Regions from separate parts of the Sus scrofa genome. Here region 1 is linked to region 2. A link is a contact called in public HiChIP or PLAC-seq data. All regions are on one chromosome and are shown on one strand. The core of a region is the stretch at or near the end of the contact, and the rest is flanking DNA. Distances in the headings are between cores, read along the strand shown. Region 1 overlaps MAP3K20 (mitogen-activated protein kinase kinase kinase MLT). Region 2 overlaps RAPGEF4 (rap guanine nucleotide exchange factor 4).

Evidence for each region. HiChIP or PLAC-seq counts read pairs in DNA pulled down with a chosen protein or histone mark.
Region 1: an H3K27ac HiChIP or PLAC-seq map of skeletal muscle shows a contact between it and region 2, with 4 times the contacts expected there. The contact joins two enhancer-like sites. A contact is called at or near these places in 2 of 47 Hi-C or Micro-C datasets (alveolar macrophages and embryonic fibroblasts) and 2 of 2 datasets of contacts at active chromatin or transcription factors (alveolar macrophages and skeletal muscle).

What each region holds. Positions count from the first base shown.
Region 1 is chr15:79,325,201-79,331,923 of Sscrofa11.1, reverse strand. All of the region lies in intron 11 of MAP3K20 (mitogen-activated protein kinase kinase kinase MLT), which reads right to left. It overlaps LOC106508121 (a long non-coding RNA gene), which reads left to right. Exons shown (of 3, transcript XR_001304693.2): 3 at 1-5,123. Among named protein-coding and RNA genes, the nearest start is that of MIR9826, 67 kb to the left of the region's middle. Within about 2 kb of position 2,888, at least 1 of the 83 cell types and tissues checked has an H3K27ac peak or open chromatin away from gene starts, as enhancers often do. A contact at or near this core is called in skeletal muscle, where this site is marked.
Region 2 is chr15:79,068,755-79,075,393 of Sscrofa11.1, reverse strand. It overlaps RAPGEF4 (rap guanine nucleotide exchange factor 4), which reads right to left. Exons shown (of 31, transcript XM_021075197.1): 26 at 5,482-5,572; 27 at 1,661-1,711; 28 at 290-377. Among named protein-coding and RNA genes, the nearest start is that of MAP3K20, 100 kb to the left of the region's middle. Within about 2 kb of position 4,178, at least 8 of the 83 cell types and tissues checked have an H3K27ac peak or open chromatin away from gene starts, as enhancers often do. A contact at or near this core is called in skeletal muscle, where this site is marked.

The sequences.
Region 1 (6,723 bases), core at 1,639-4,138, 260 kb before region 2:
GGGGATTAAAAAAAAAAAACACAACAAAAAAACCCACCTTGTGACTGCCCCATCACTTTACAAATTCATTATTTACACTCCAATTGATTTCAGGAGAGAAGCGCCCACACTCATGGGCACGCGTGTGACAACGATTCCTTCAAAGCGTGTTGGGAATCCGATTTAACAAAGCTCTGATGTACACAGCAACACATAACGAAGGGATTTACTGTCAAAACGTTTATTGCAAAATGGAGTCTTAAAACAAAGGAAAGCAAAGAGAAGTTCACATCAAGGTAAAATGTATGACACCAACTTGGATTTCTGGATACATTGTGGACTTTGGGCTGGAATATCAAATTCCAACCATGAAGTCAGTAACTCAGTAGTCTTACCACACATAAGTAAAATTTTAATCTTCCATACAAACACGATACAAGATTTTTGGCATAGGACTTGCTCAGAATAACATTGCTATAGAATAATTGAGAAAACCATTTTTTTTTAAACAATAAAGTGATAACGCCATCTATTCAAAGCTCACACTCAAAGAATATAAATAATTTCTATCATTTAGTACAAAATCTTTAAAACAGTGCAAAAGCAATATGTGCAGTGTATAGAGTATCTGACATTAAAAGATCTGTTATTCTGCACATGATATAAAATAGTTAATGTAGGTGCACGAAACTCTAGGTTTGAAGTAAATAATCCCACACCAGAAAGCTCCTCACAGGCTATGGAGCGCAAACTAAGCTGGAGGCCGAGGAAACGGGGCTAGTCCCCCAGGTGTCCTGGTGGACACTTGTTTCTGATCAGGGAAGCCACATCCAGGGCTAGCAGGCTATGCCACCACTGAAAGAACAGAACCAATGCTTCTCCCTGGCAACGCTTAATATAAACAGGAAAACAGTCTTACCCCAAAGCAGCAAAAGGCACCTGATTATAGAAAAATTATGCTCTATGATGCATGTGGCAGAGTGACACTCTGCTAGTTTCAAAGGCAGCAACAAGTCTAGTGTATCAAAAAAAAAATTAAAAAAGGATCGAGATTTAACTCAGAATGTTTTAAAATTACCTTTCATGAAATTCTGACCACTCCAATGGAGACTCCGAAAAATTCAGTTGTGTACATTGTAGCGCCATGAGACATCATTTCTGATCTCTTCTAAACTGCGCGCCCCACCCCAATTCCTCGGTTTTCCCTGGGATCAAGTTGGAATTCCCCAAGTGGTCGTAAAGGCTAACAGACCCACTGCATATTAGGATCATTGGCTGAAAACATAAATAAATAAAACTACTGGCTGAAAATGGACCCTCAACATCTCCAGAGCATTGAAAACAAGTGTGCTCTGTGCCTCCCACCTCTTCCCATTGCTTATTTATGCAAAATATTAAAATGTGATCTTGCTTACATCAAAAGACTGTTCAGAAACGGGTCCTTTTAAATTATCCTGCCTACTTTGCAGAATTATAGGTACTTCAGTGATATTTTTAAAAATTTATAGTGGAATCAGGGCAAAGAGAGAGTGACATCCTCCCCTCTCCCGCTAAATTGAGCTGTTTGATCAAGTTTCCACCAGTGTGCTTAAGGGGAAAAAAACCATTTCCACAAGAGAGGCCTTAAGATAAGTGGCACAAATCTACCAAATTCAGAATGTGTAAGTGGCTGTAATTCTGCAAATGCATCTTTTGACTTGGGTAAGTTCATGTCGGGGAGAAAAAGTAAGATGTGGAATTCTAAAACTGCCAGGTTTAGCTAAGTTTCTCAGTGGAGGAAGGGACGATCCTATGGGTATTTTGGATGGAATTCTTTATAGGGTGGGACTGTCCCTGGGCCAAGGGATGTTACCACTTTGGACACTGGGCACTAAATGTACCCCCAGTCACGTGACAACCAAAACTATGCCCTAGCATCACCAACCACCATTTGGTGACAGCACTATTGTGGTTGAGAACCACCAAGAGGGTGTCATCAAGTTCTACATGATCAACTTTATGAGTAAAGGAGAAAAGATGGAAGAGTAGTTACAGTTTCAGTTGTATGGCTCCGATAATATTTACCACAATTTAGAGTCTCAATTCTCATTATGAATGTGTTTCTTTAACTCTTCACTTTATAAATGTACATTTTTGTGAGTCAAGTCATTGGAAATACATCCACCACCAATAATCTGCCCTTTCAAAAACTGAGCTGAAAAAATGAATTAAAAGCTGCACAATTAACATGATTAGACATTCTGTACATGGATAATATGTATTTCTTTTTAAAATTAATAAGGCTAATAATATAGTCGGAAGTCTTTTAAATCATCTTCACAGACAGAGTGAGACCGTTTTAAGATTCTGCTCATGACTCAGAATGCAGGAGTGTTCCGAACCCTAGAAAGACATTTTGATTTGGAAGAGAAAGTAAAACAGACCAGGCCATATGGTAATTATCTGGAGCCCAGTTCTAGGCAGAGAACATTTCAAGCTTTTCACTGAGGTTATCAAATCTGCTGTATCTGAAGGCTCTGCAGTTTCCTGATGGTAGGGTATTGAGCTCTGATCATCTCTGGAATATCAGTTAGGAAAATAGCAGCAGTTGAGAGATTAGAGAATTACTACTTGAAATGACAGTAAACCTTGGGCTTGGCTATTACCTTTCTCTTTTGGCCCTCTTTGGCTGCTTTCATGTTTTTAAGGCACCAAAACCTTAGGTATAATCATGGTAGATTTAATTATTATAAATTTTTATTTCATGTACTTTTTAAAAAAAAATCCACCCCATGCATTTCGTATGTTCTAAATTTATTGCTGGTTACTCTCAAATGAGAGCCAGGGCACACATTCTCACACAAGGCACACAGATCCCAAAATTAGCCCATAGAAATTCCATTAGCAGTGAGGCCTTTCCTGACCACACCTTAAAGTTCACAGCACAGCATGGACCTCATCCTCCCTCCCCGCTGGTTTCCCCACGTGCCCTTATCCAGTGTTACTGTATGATGCATTTGGTCTGTTTATTGTCCATCTCCGCTCCCTAGCATGGAAGCTCCATGAGTGTAAAGATTTTCATCTAGCTGCTCCCTAGAATGGTAATGGGGACAGAGGAGGGGCTCAATGAGTACTGGTGGGATGGCTGACTTGACCTTGGCCTGAACAGATGAGATACAAGAGGCTTTGAACCATCTGGTCTTTGGTGCTCTTTCAGGTTGCATGGCTGCAGAGCCCCATGGCATGCTGGGAAGGCAAGAGCCGAAGGCCATCCCTTCTGCTTCACTCCGAGATCTTCTGTTTGAGTGGCTCAGCTTGAATCAGGCCAGACTCCTCTAGGTCTGAGCACCGACAGGATGCCTATTTATGTTTGCACCTGTTTGTCATCAGCACTATATTGTGGTGTGTATGTATCTATGTTTGCATAGACACAAGAAAAATATCCGATTGGGTATGAGAGGAACCCATCTTCTAGGCAGAGTGTTTTTCTGGACCATGGGTGGTGGCAAGGCTGGCAAATACTTCAGACTAAGCAAACCTTGCCACTAGCATGGTCTTCACAGAATGACAGAATAGATCTGCTTATATAGCTTCCATTCTAAAGATGTTCTCTTCATCTTTCCTGAGAGCTATTCACTTTAATTTTCACTCTATCCTACCCAACAAATAGCACTTGAAATTGATAGTTTAGTTTTCCAGGTTATGGAAACCACTTATTTCCCAGTGTATTTTCCCTGGCATAGTTAAGAGTAGCTAACACTAGCTGACCACTTACCATGGGCCTGGTACTGTGTTAAATGCTTAACATGTATCATTTCACTTAATCCTCACAAGAATCCTTTGAAGTAGGTAGTATTATCATTCTCATGTTCAAGATGAGCAAAGGGACACAAAAGTTAAATAACTTGCTCAAGATTGCACGGCAATTGTGAATCATGCTCTGACTTCAGATCCTTCTCTTTATCACTATTCAATATAGACTGGTCTACATTTCACACCCAGAATATTTTATAAGTTATTTTTCTCCAAATAAAGCTGGCACGGTGTAGTGACCATTTTATGGTATTTTTTGCCCTTAACAGGGTTGGAAGCATGTCATGCTTCAAATTCTAAGAAGTTTTTATGATCAAATAAACTTGGAAATAGTATTAGATAATGTCAGTGATGATACTCTTTCTTAAATCTTCTGTAAAAAGAACCACCAAAAGTACTTTGGTTTAACAGTCAAATGAATGGCACTGCTTTCTAATTTAGGGTAGAAAAAAGTCTTTGTTCTTTTGCCTTTCTGTATACATATAACTACAAGTGTTTTATAGTTTAAACAAGCTCTGACAAATCTGTGATAACATTCTGAGGATATCTCTCTGGCTAGCTAGGTTTTCAGAGCAGCACCTACATTCACTTCTCTTTCACACCAGCGTGGCTGAGTCAGGGTTAAAAAAAAAGACACGCCTGGAAGGCCAGATCTAATATAAAAGGGACCCTTCATCCTGTACTTGTGCCTAAGTAAGGATAGCTTATCTAGGTTAGACTCGGCTGTAGCTGCTGGCCTACTCCACAGCCACAACAATGCCAGATCAGAGCTGAGTCTGTGACCTACACCACAGCTCATGGCAATGCCAGATCCTTAACCCACTGGGCGAGGCCAGGGATTGAATCTGCGTCCTCATGGATGCTAGTCAGATTCGTTTCTGCTGAGCCAGGATGGGAACTCCTATCTTTACATGTATTTAGAATCCAGGATTCTCATGCCCCTCTGGACAACAAACACACATACATATACCCTTCCTGCCCTGTATTAACACTCACACTGCCTGGGAGTATACCTTTAAGACCATATATTTCTCTTTGTATAAAGTATAAGCTAAGCCTTAGGTGAAGTTTGTCGTGAAGAAGCTTCTAGGGCGAGCATTGGTATGAAAGCCTTCAACATCTGTTGTTTGTTTCAAATGAGAGTATTTCTCCTGTAAATGCACTTTTTGAGAACAACTCTTGAGTTTTACTTTCAGTAGTTGTGCTATTATGTATTAAAAATACACTTAGCACTTAGGTATTTCTAAAGAAGTTTTGCTATAACCGCCTTTCATTTCAGTATTTTTGTTGGGTTTTGTAGCCACAATCTTCTCTGACAGTGTGGTACATTGCCATTAAAAAAAAAAAAAAAAGTAGTGTCTTACAAGAAAACCCAAAGTCAAAGAAGAATTAGGAGTTGAGTCCTTGTTCAAAATCTACATATTTTTTTAAAGCAACTGAAGATTGCTCAAATGAAATTAAGTCAAATGAAATCAAACACAAACTATATTCATTAAAAAAAAAGCCAGAAATGTCATTAGTTAAAAAACACGATATTGCATATAGAATCACAAATTTCTATAATCAGGCACCACATTTGCTGATTCATGAACTAGACCTTTTGGGTTTACTTCCCTTCCCCCCTTTTACTATAAGCAAAGACAAATCAAAAGTAAAATCGTAAAGAAATGACTGTTGTATAAATGTGATTGGCCTAAAAATGCAGTGCTTGGGTTTCTACCTCCTTACTGGTTTTTGTACAGACTGAGATAACAAGTTCCTTTTGTTTTCCCAAACATTTTCAATTGTATTACTTTGCTTTGTGCTTTCATTCACTATTATTATCCACGTCATTATCCTCATCACCATCCTCATCCTCATCATCGTCATCGTCATCGTCACCTTCTGACAAGTCAAAATCACTGAACCCCAGGGCCATGTTGACCTTCTTCCCCCTTCTCTTAGATGTGGTTTTGGAAGAATTCTGCTTGGCTTGCATGTTTATCTGCATCCCAGAATGCAGCACAGCTCCTGCTTTGTTCATTGAGAAGATATCCCCAAAGCCCATCAGCATCATGGCCTGCAGACTTTGGTTCATGCCATGGCCCTCCCCGTTACTCGTTGCTGTGATCTGACATGACATCTCTGCACTGTTTGACTCCTCTGTCTTAGATTCAAAGTAAGACTCCTCAGACATTCTTGCAGCAAGAGGCAAGAGAAGCTATCACGAGGGAAGAAAGGACAGAAGTAAAAAGAGAAATTAGGACCAATTTAAATCAAGGAAACTAGATACCACAAAATTAGTGGGTGCGGCACAGAAGGTAAGTGATTAGTGAAACAAACGAATGTAGGGAATTATGTGAGAATTTATTTAATGGCGGGTTTTGGCTCCAGCGTGGTTACCATAATTCAAAAATGACAGGGTAAATCACAACCAAAAGTTTGCAAAGCACCACAGCAAGCCGAATTTCAACTAGGAAGGCGGTTGTACGTTTTAAGCCCTCATTTTGCTTAAACAAGGTCATTTTTAGAATTTCTTTTAATTTTTTCAATTACATTTTCATATGAGAATGCTTAGTTAAATTAACTATTACATTGAAAAAGAAAATAATTAAAGATTTAATCTCGCTTAAAAAAAAAAATCAAGAAACCTTGTACCCAAGAAGCAAAGCACAAAACCAATCAGCAGTCATATGGTTCTAGGGAGATTCGGGTCATTAGCTACCTTTTTAGCTAGATTATCTGACTATAAACTAAAAATGAGTGTAGAATTCACTTGCCTCCATTTACTATTTATTAAGCCAAATATGATAGAAGCTAGTTATTCAATTTAGGAAACAATACACTTGTGAACACATTCCAGATCGTCTCTAACATTCAAGTTATAAACAAGTATGTAAATATATGTGAAAATTGAGGGGAAAAGAGACCTGTATTAATTTAGATTGTTACCTCTGTTTCTATTCTCTACAC
Region 2 (6,639 bases), core at 2,929-5,428:
GAAAAAAGCTGATAATAGTTCCTTTTATGTTAGGTGTTTAACTTTCTAAAGCACTTTACCTGAGCTTGGTAAAATTTCCAGACTAACCCTCTGTGTCACTCTCAAGTCTTCCACACCACGCACAGTTCCCTGCTCCTCCTGCAAATCTTTCCAACTCTTTCAGAAACGCCAGGGCTGAGAGGAGATGGCGTTGGAAAGATGGGCTCACTCTCCCCCAAAGAGGTCAATCTCATTAGGCTCCTGTTACATGCTCATCACCGGCTCAGCCGGTGCATTGCCTTGGAATTACCTTTAATGAGCAAAGGCATGAAGGGGATGAGAGGAGGGTCCAGCTTGGCTACTGTCAGCCTGTAGGCCCTGTGGTTTCTTGAAGGATCCTTTAGAGAAACAAAGAGATGCTGGTTAACGACTGGTGACACCTTCACCACTCCCTCTACCTCCTGACACATCTAGCCTTGTCATCTCCCAATCAGGTAGTTTTTTTGTTTGTTTTTTGTTTTTTTGGTTTTTTTTTTAGGGCCGCCCCGTGGCATGTGGAGGTTCCCAGGCTAGGGGTCGAATCGGAACTGTAGCTGGCCCCCTACACCACAGCCACAGCAATGCCGGATCCTTAACCCACTGAGGGAGGCCAGGAATCTAACCTGAAATCTCAAGGTTCCTAATTGGATTTGTTTCCACTGTGCCACAATGGGAACTCTCCAATCAGGTAGTATTGCATCAAGCGTAGCTACCAAAGAAAATCATTTATTTATTTATTTATTTATTTATTTATTTATCTATTGCTTTTTAGGGCCACACCCGTGACATATGGAGGTTTCTGGGCTAGGGGTCCAGTCGGAGCTACAGCTGCCAGTCTACACCACAGCCACAGCAGTTCAGGATCCGAGTCACATCCTTGACCTGCACCACAGCTCACAGCAATGCTGGATCCTTAACCCACTGAGCGAGGCCAGGAATCGAACCCGCCACCTCCTGGATCCTAGTCAGATTCGTTTCCACTGCGTTATGATGGGAACGCCCCAATTCTTGTTTTAAAACAACTTCCCATATGACATGAAAGTGATTGACTTTTTTGTTTCCTTTCTTGGTGGCAAGGGAGCTATGCCTCTAGGGCTCAAGGGGGGAGATTCCCTTTGAGAGCCCACAGGAAATGTACAACAAGCCCCAAACCCTAGACACCTTCCTCTGGAAGCACCTGCTCCTCCCCAGGAGCCCAGCTCTCTCTCCTGGCTGCCCTGCACAGCCAGTCCTGGCCTTGCCATCTCTGGAACCCTCCCGTCACTGCTGCCAAGTCCCCCTCACCCTTCTCCTGTCCGTTAACACCTCCCAGCCAATGGGGAAGAATAATTTTGGCAAGCCAAGGAAAACGGAGCTTCCAAGCCCTCGCCAGCCTGTGGTAGATGGAAAGGATCCTATTATACAGCTTTTCTTAGTTACACAAATTGACCTTATGTGGGACATAAGTCCTCCTTAAGTTAGTACCTGAGGGTGCCATTCATTAGTCAGACATGCTTGTTTTAGCAGCACTAAAATGGGATCATAAACTTCTTAAAGTCATACAAGGACAGATAAAATTTCTGAAATGAGAACTTCAATTCAGCTCATCAGAAATTGGATTAATGCAGACAGTGAACAGAATAAAGGAGCCACTGTCACTTACCATTAAACTTTCAAACTCCGCATAGAACTTCTTGAACTTGCTTGGCAGTTTCTGTTAATGAAAGGAAAATGCCACACTCATATGTCAGATTCACTATCTCGATGTGTATCATTTCTAGGGGAAATATATTTCTTTGGGCTCTTAAACATCTCTAAGGCCCGGGCAAAATCTGTCTTATCATTTGAAGATAATCTCCTGGATAGATAATAACCTCGTCTTTTAAAAGTCTTAATAACCTAGTAGAACCGTGACTATGAATGCTTTGGTCTTACTGCTTTTATAATGTTTGTTGAACTCGATTATTCATAAAGAGGCGTGCATTCCCAGACTACAGGTGGTTTGGTGGTAACCCCCCCCCCCACCCCCGGTTTTAAACTCTGATTCCCACAGTTAGGAATTTAGACCAGAGAATGTTAGGATTAAAGGTTTTGGAAACTACTGAGTTCATCCCTTCTCCTCCTTTTCAGGGTAAGCTACAGGGGAACAGGGATTTTTTTTTTTTTTTTTTTTTATCGGTTTGTTCATTGCTAAACAATACACAATAAATATGTGACCAGATTCAACTTGTGTTTTAGAGGTGGAAGAAATGAAAGCTCACAGGTGACATGACATGCCAGAGTCACACAGCTGATGATGGTCGAGCCCCTGGAATACACATCACCTGCCTCCTTTCCCCTGCCTCTTACTTGCGCTATGCTTTTCTACACAAGCATTTCTTCCCCTAGGGTTTTTCTGCCTGGTTATAATGTAGAAATTGATAGTTCTTTCAGTTTAGTCATTTCTTTTCCTCCTTTCCTCCCCCTTCCCTCCCCTTCCTTCCTTCTTTTTGGTCTTTTTAGGTCAAACCCAAGCTAGGGGTTGAATCGGAGCTACAGCCTACCCCACAGCCACAGCAACACCAGATCTGAGCCGCCTCTCCAACCTGCACCACAGCTCACGGCATTGTTGGATCCTTAACCTACTGAACAAGGTCGGGGATGGACCCCGCATCCTCATGGATACCAGTTGGGTTCATTACCGCTGAGCCTCAATGGGAACGCCTCGGTTTAGTGATTCCACACCACTGACTGTCCCCTTACATCTCCACCAGGAGGTCAGCGATGAATCACCTTTCAATCCTATTGGTTCTTACTTCGCTTAGGTCCTGAGCTTGTCGTAAACTTGAACTTTTTGCTTCTGACAGAGCCACACCAAGACAGAGCAGCGTGATATGTTTCCCATCCCAAGACCCTGGAAGTGCTGTCCAAGCTCTGGGCCTCCGGACGCCCGGCTCAGCTCTGCTTCTCACACCAAAGTCTGCTGTCCCTGCTGACTCACCAATCAGACTTCTGCCATCCACCAAACAGTCCTCTCCCTTCTCTGAATGGGTCTGTCATATCCCCCTTGGAATGCTGTGAGACGTTTTCTTTTGTTTCTGGGAACTGGTCTCCTCATCATCTCTAAACTCACTGTCCTACCACCTCTCTGGGTCTCAGGGAAACCCGGTCTCCTTGCTTGAGGGGAAAGGGCAAAGGGAGGCAGGCTGGGATGGGTGCCACGGGATGCAGGGGTCTCATGCCCCATGGAGTGTCCAAACCACCACGCTAGGTGGTGACTTTCTGGGAACACAGACCACTTTAAAAGTGAGGAGCGAATGACATTTTTGGTTGGGTCTCTCATTCTTTCCTTAGCTGGCTTTTGGGTCAAAGGCAGGAGAGCCTATAGTATAACATGGTCTTAAGACTATTATCTATCCGCACCCCATGCTCCCAGAGCAGGGGTCCTCCACTGGGGGCAATTTTGCAACCCCCGCCCCCCCACCACCTGGGGATGTTTGGTTATATCTGCAGACATTTATTGCCCAGATCAGGGTGGGTGGGGTGAGAGGTGCTCTTGGTCTATAGTAGGCGGAGGCCAGGGATGCTGCTAAGCCTCCCATGTGGCTCAGAACAGCCCCTCCCCCCCCAACAAAGAGGGCTCCTGCCCAACATGTCAACACCGTCAAGGCCAAGAAACTTGGCTCCGAGGTCTCACTCCCTCTGGCATTCTCTCAAATGGGTCTTTCCCCTCCATGTCCAGCCATTCCCTTTGCCACGTGGCTTCCCTCTGTTTTCCGTTTTGTTCATTGACTGTCTCACACGTGTTCTCTGCTTCCCAGAGGGCAGGCCCCATTTCTCACGCTGCTCCTGCTGCCATCCTGCCACTCACTCGACTCGTGCGAGAAGCACGTGGGAGGGGCTCGGCCAGGACAGGTAGATACACCAAAGCAAAGATGCTTATGAAGGACAGCGCTTCCTACAGATGATTCAGTTACATTTTGCCTCTAGAGATAAAGGCTTATAGGTGATGAAAGGGGACTCTCCTCCTTTCAGCAACACGCAAGGATGGAAACACAAGCTCCCAGGCCCAAGTGCTCCTCCTTCCTCCTCCCTGAGGAATGAAGGGCTGGCCAGAGAACTCTTTCCCTCCCCCAGGCAGCCTCCGGGTTTTTCTCTTTCGGCCAGGAAAGGGGACTCTGGGAGCGCTCCCCCATGCTACGGCCTTAATGTCTGGCTGCTTCCTGGACCCCATGAGGTTTTATACCTTCTTTGTTCTTCCCAACCAAACCCTGTGGATTCAGCGAGAGGGTTAAAAGCTGAAACCAGGTTGGGGAAAGCAGACTCTTTGAGAGGGAACCTCGGTCTCCTAAGATTCCAAGAGCCGTGGGCTCCAAGAAGGGGAGGCTGCCCCCTGGCCTCATGGCTTAGATTTTATTGGCAGCGGCAGCTTTTTCTAGCTGGAAGATGACCCAGCCACGTGGCATGCAGGCCTCACCCGTTCCCTCATTCCTATATTCAGGGGATGAGCTGCTGTGTGCTGCATCTGCCTGGAATCTTCAGAGAAACCCAAGACAGAAGGACGTGTGAGGACCTGTCCTGTCAACAGTGCAAACACTGAGGAGGAACAGGGAAAAAAAACAATTTCAAGAGGGAAGCCGGAAGGACCTATTTCAAGGAAAACATTGGGAGAAGCAAACAGCTGCCTTTGGTGGCTTTTTAAAGCATCACTGCAAATGAAGTCTCTGTTACCTCCTCCCTGCCCTCTTTTTGTGTCCCACTTACACATACTTTTTTATTTTTAGTACGAGTCTATTTTGGTGTGTATGTTCTATTAGAGATTAGTATTTCTTTGACTATAGACCGCATGTAAGGGGTCAGGCATAGTTTGAGTACTTAGCTAATGGAAAATAAGGATGTTCTCTAGCACAAATAACCAACTAGCCACAAACCACTAATATTGGCTACAGAAATTCACAACACACCTGCATAACTTCAGCACCAAAGCGAATTCTAACCAACTCTTGTTCCTCTCTCCATACACAGAGAGGTCTGAAAGGTGGTTAAGAGATACTTGGTATGGGTACTGAGCTGGGCCACACAGTCGGCCTGCTGGCTTATTCTCCCAGGAGCAAAGTGACTACCTGGATACAAAGGGATCTTCTGTCCTCGCTTAATTACCGATAAGGCTTCTTTCAACAGCAAGAAGAAGACCTTCCAGAGAACAGCAGGACGTATAAGCAAAACCTCTGAAGTCATCCAAGCAACGCTGTTGATTCTCAGCTTATTTTTATTTACATCTTATTTACCAAGAAGCTAAGACCTCCCCCCCCCCCCAAGACACCAAAGGACAATACCTTTTACAATTCACATGCTGAGGCAAAAGGAGACAGGTCACCTCCCTCCAAGTGTCCCACCTTTCCCACTGCTGTACAAGTGTATGCTATTTCTATTAAAGCACCCCAGTGAGCCTCTGTTTTTAATTCTTAAGGCAAAAGTCACAGCTGGATCGCAGCGGAAGCTTACCTCCCACGTTAGTGCCAAGCGGCTCACAGCAACATTACTTAGTCCCATGACGATGGCAAAAAAGGAATTCAGATTTTTGTACTCCTTACAGCTGAAACACAAGAGGCACATGTTGGGAGAAAATGTCACTTTTGAGTGAGATAAAAAAAAAAATTAGGGTTCTATTTTCTGATGGTCATTAATATTCGTCAGGACTCTCTTACGAGAACAGGCAATGATAGATTTAATGCATTATAAAAGTTTCCACTTGGGTGACCGTGTTCTGCTGTTTGATTTCTCATCGCAGTTTTAGAAAGGTGATGGTATTGGCCGTCGGTGCAGGTTTTGAGAAGGAAATTTAAAGACACCGACCTGGGGGATTGTTACTGTAACCCCAAAGCGATAAAACCTTGTTGGACTTGGAAGGAAACATCTCAGGGGATCTGAAGAGAGGAAGCAAAATGTCCTTGGAGGCTTTCAGACTTCCAGCCTGAAACTGGACACCCCAGGCTCTGGCAGCCTGAGGGAACCAAGGAGATCACACTGAACTTCCACCTGCCATGCAAATGCTTCTAATTTGTTGAACAAATATCACTGTACAAATCATGACCCGTATACAGCTAGTAACCTCAACAGCTGACCCCCAATAACGTTACCCGCTCTGTGTTTTAGCAGTGTTGATGAAGCTGATCATTTTGAACCTGTATTTTGGCCACTCTTTGCTTTTATGGATATATATTTGGGAATAAGAATATTGTGGGACAAGACCAAAGGTTCTTAATTAGAATGAAATGTTTAGCCCAGGTAAATGCAAAAAAAAAAAAAAAAAAGAATCTTCAACTTCTTCATACCAGCTTCTTGCAACGGGAAAGAAGAATTCATTTTGCAACGAGTGCAAATCCTTTACCACAAATCAATATGATTATCTAAGTTGACTACATCATAATTAAATCTTGTCTGGATTAGCATTTTTGCAAAAGGCTAATTGTTGCATTTGCTGCTTGTGTTCTCCTCGCAGAGGCAGCAGTGAGTGATCCTTACATGGGCTGTGTGGAAATGGGAAAACGGATTTAGAGAAGCTATGGAGCATCTCCTGCACCGGTGAGGAAGCAAGCGGGGACCTCACTCTCTGCAGGGTGGTAGCTCTCAAGTCAGGGGCTGAGGGCAATTTCAGAGCCC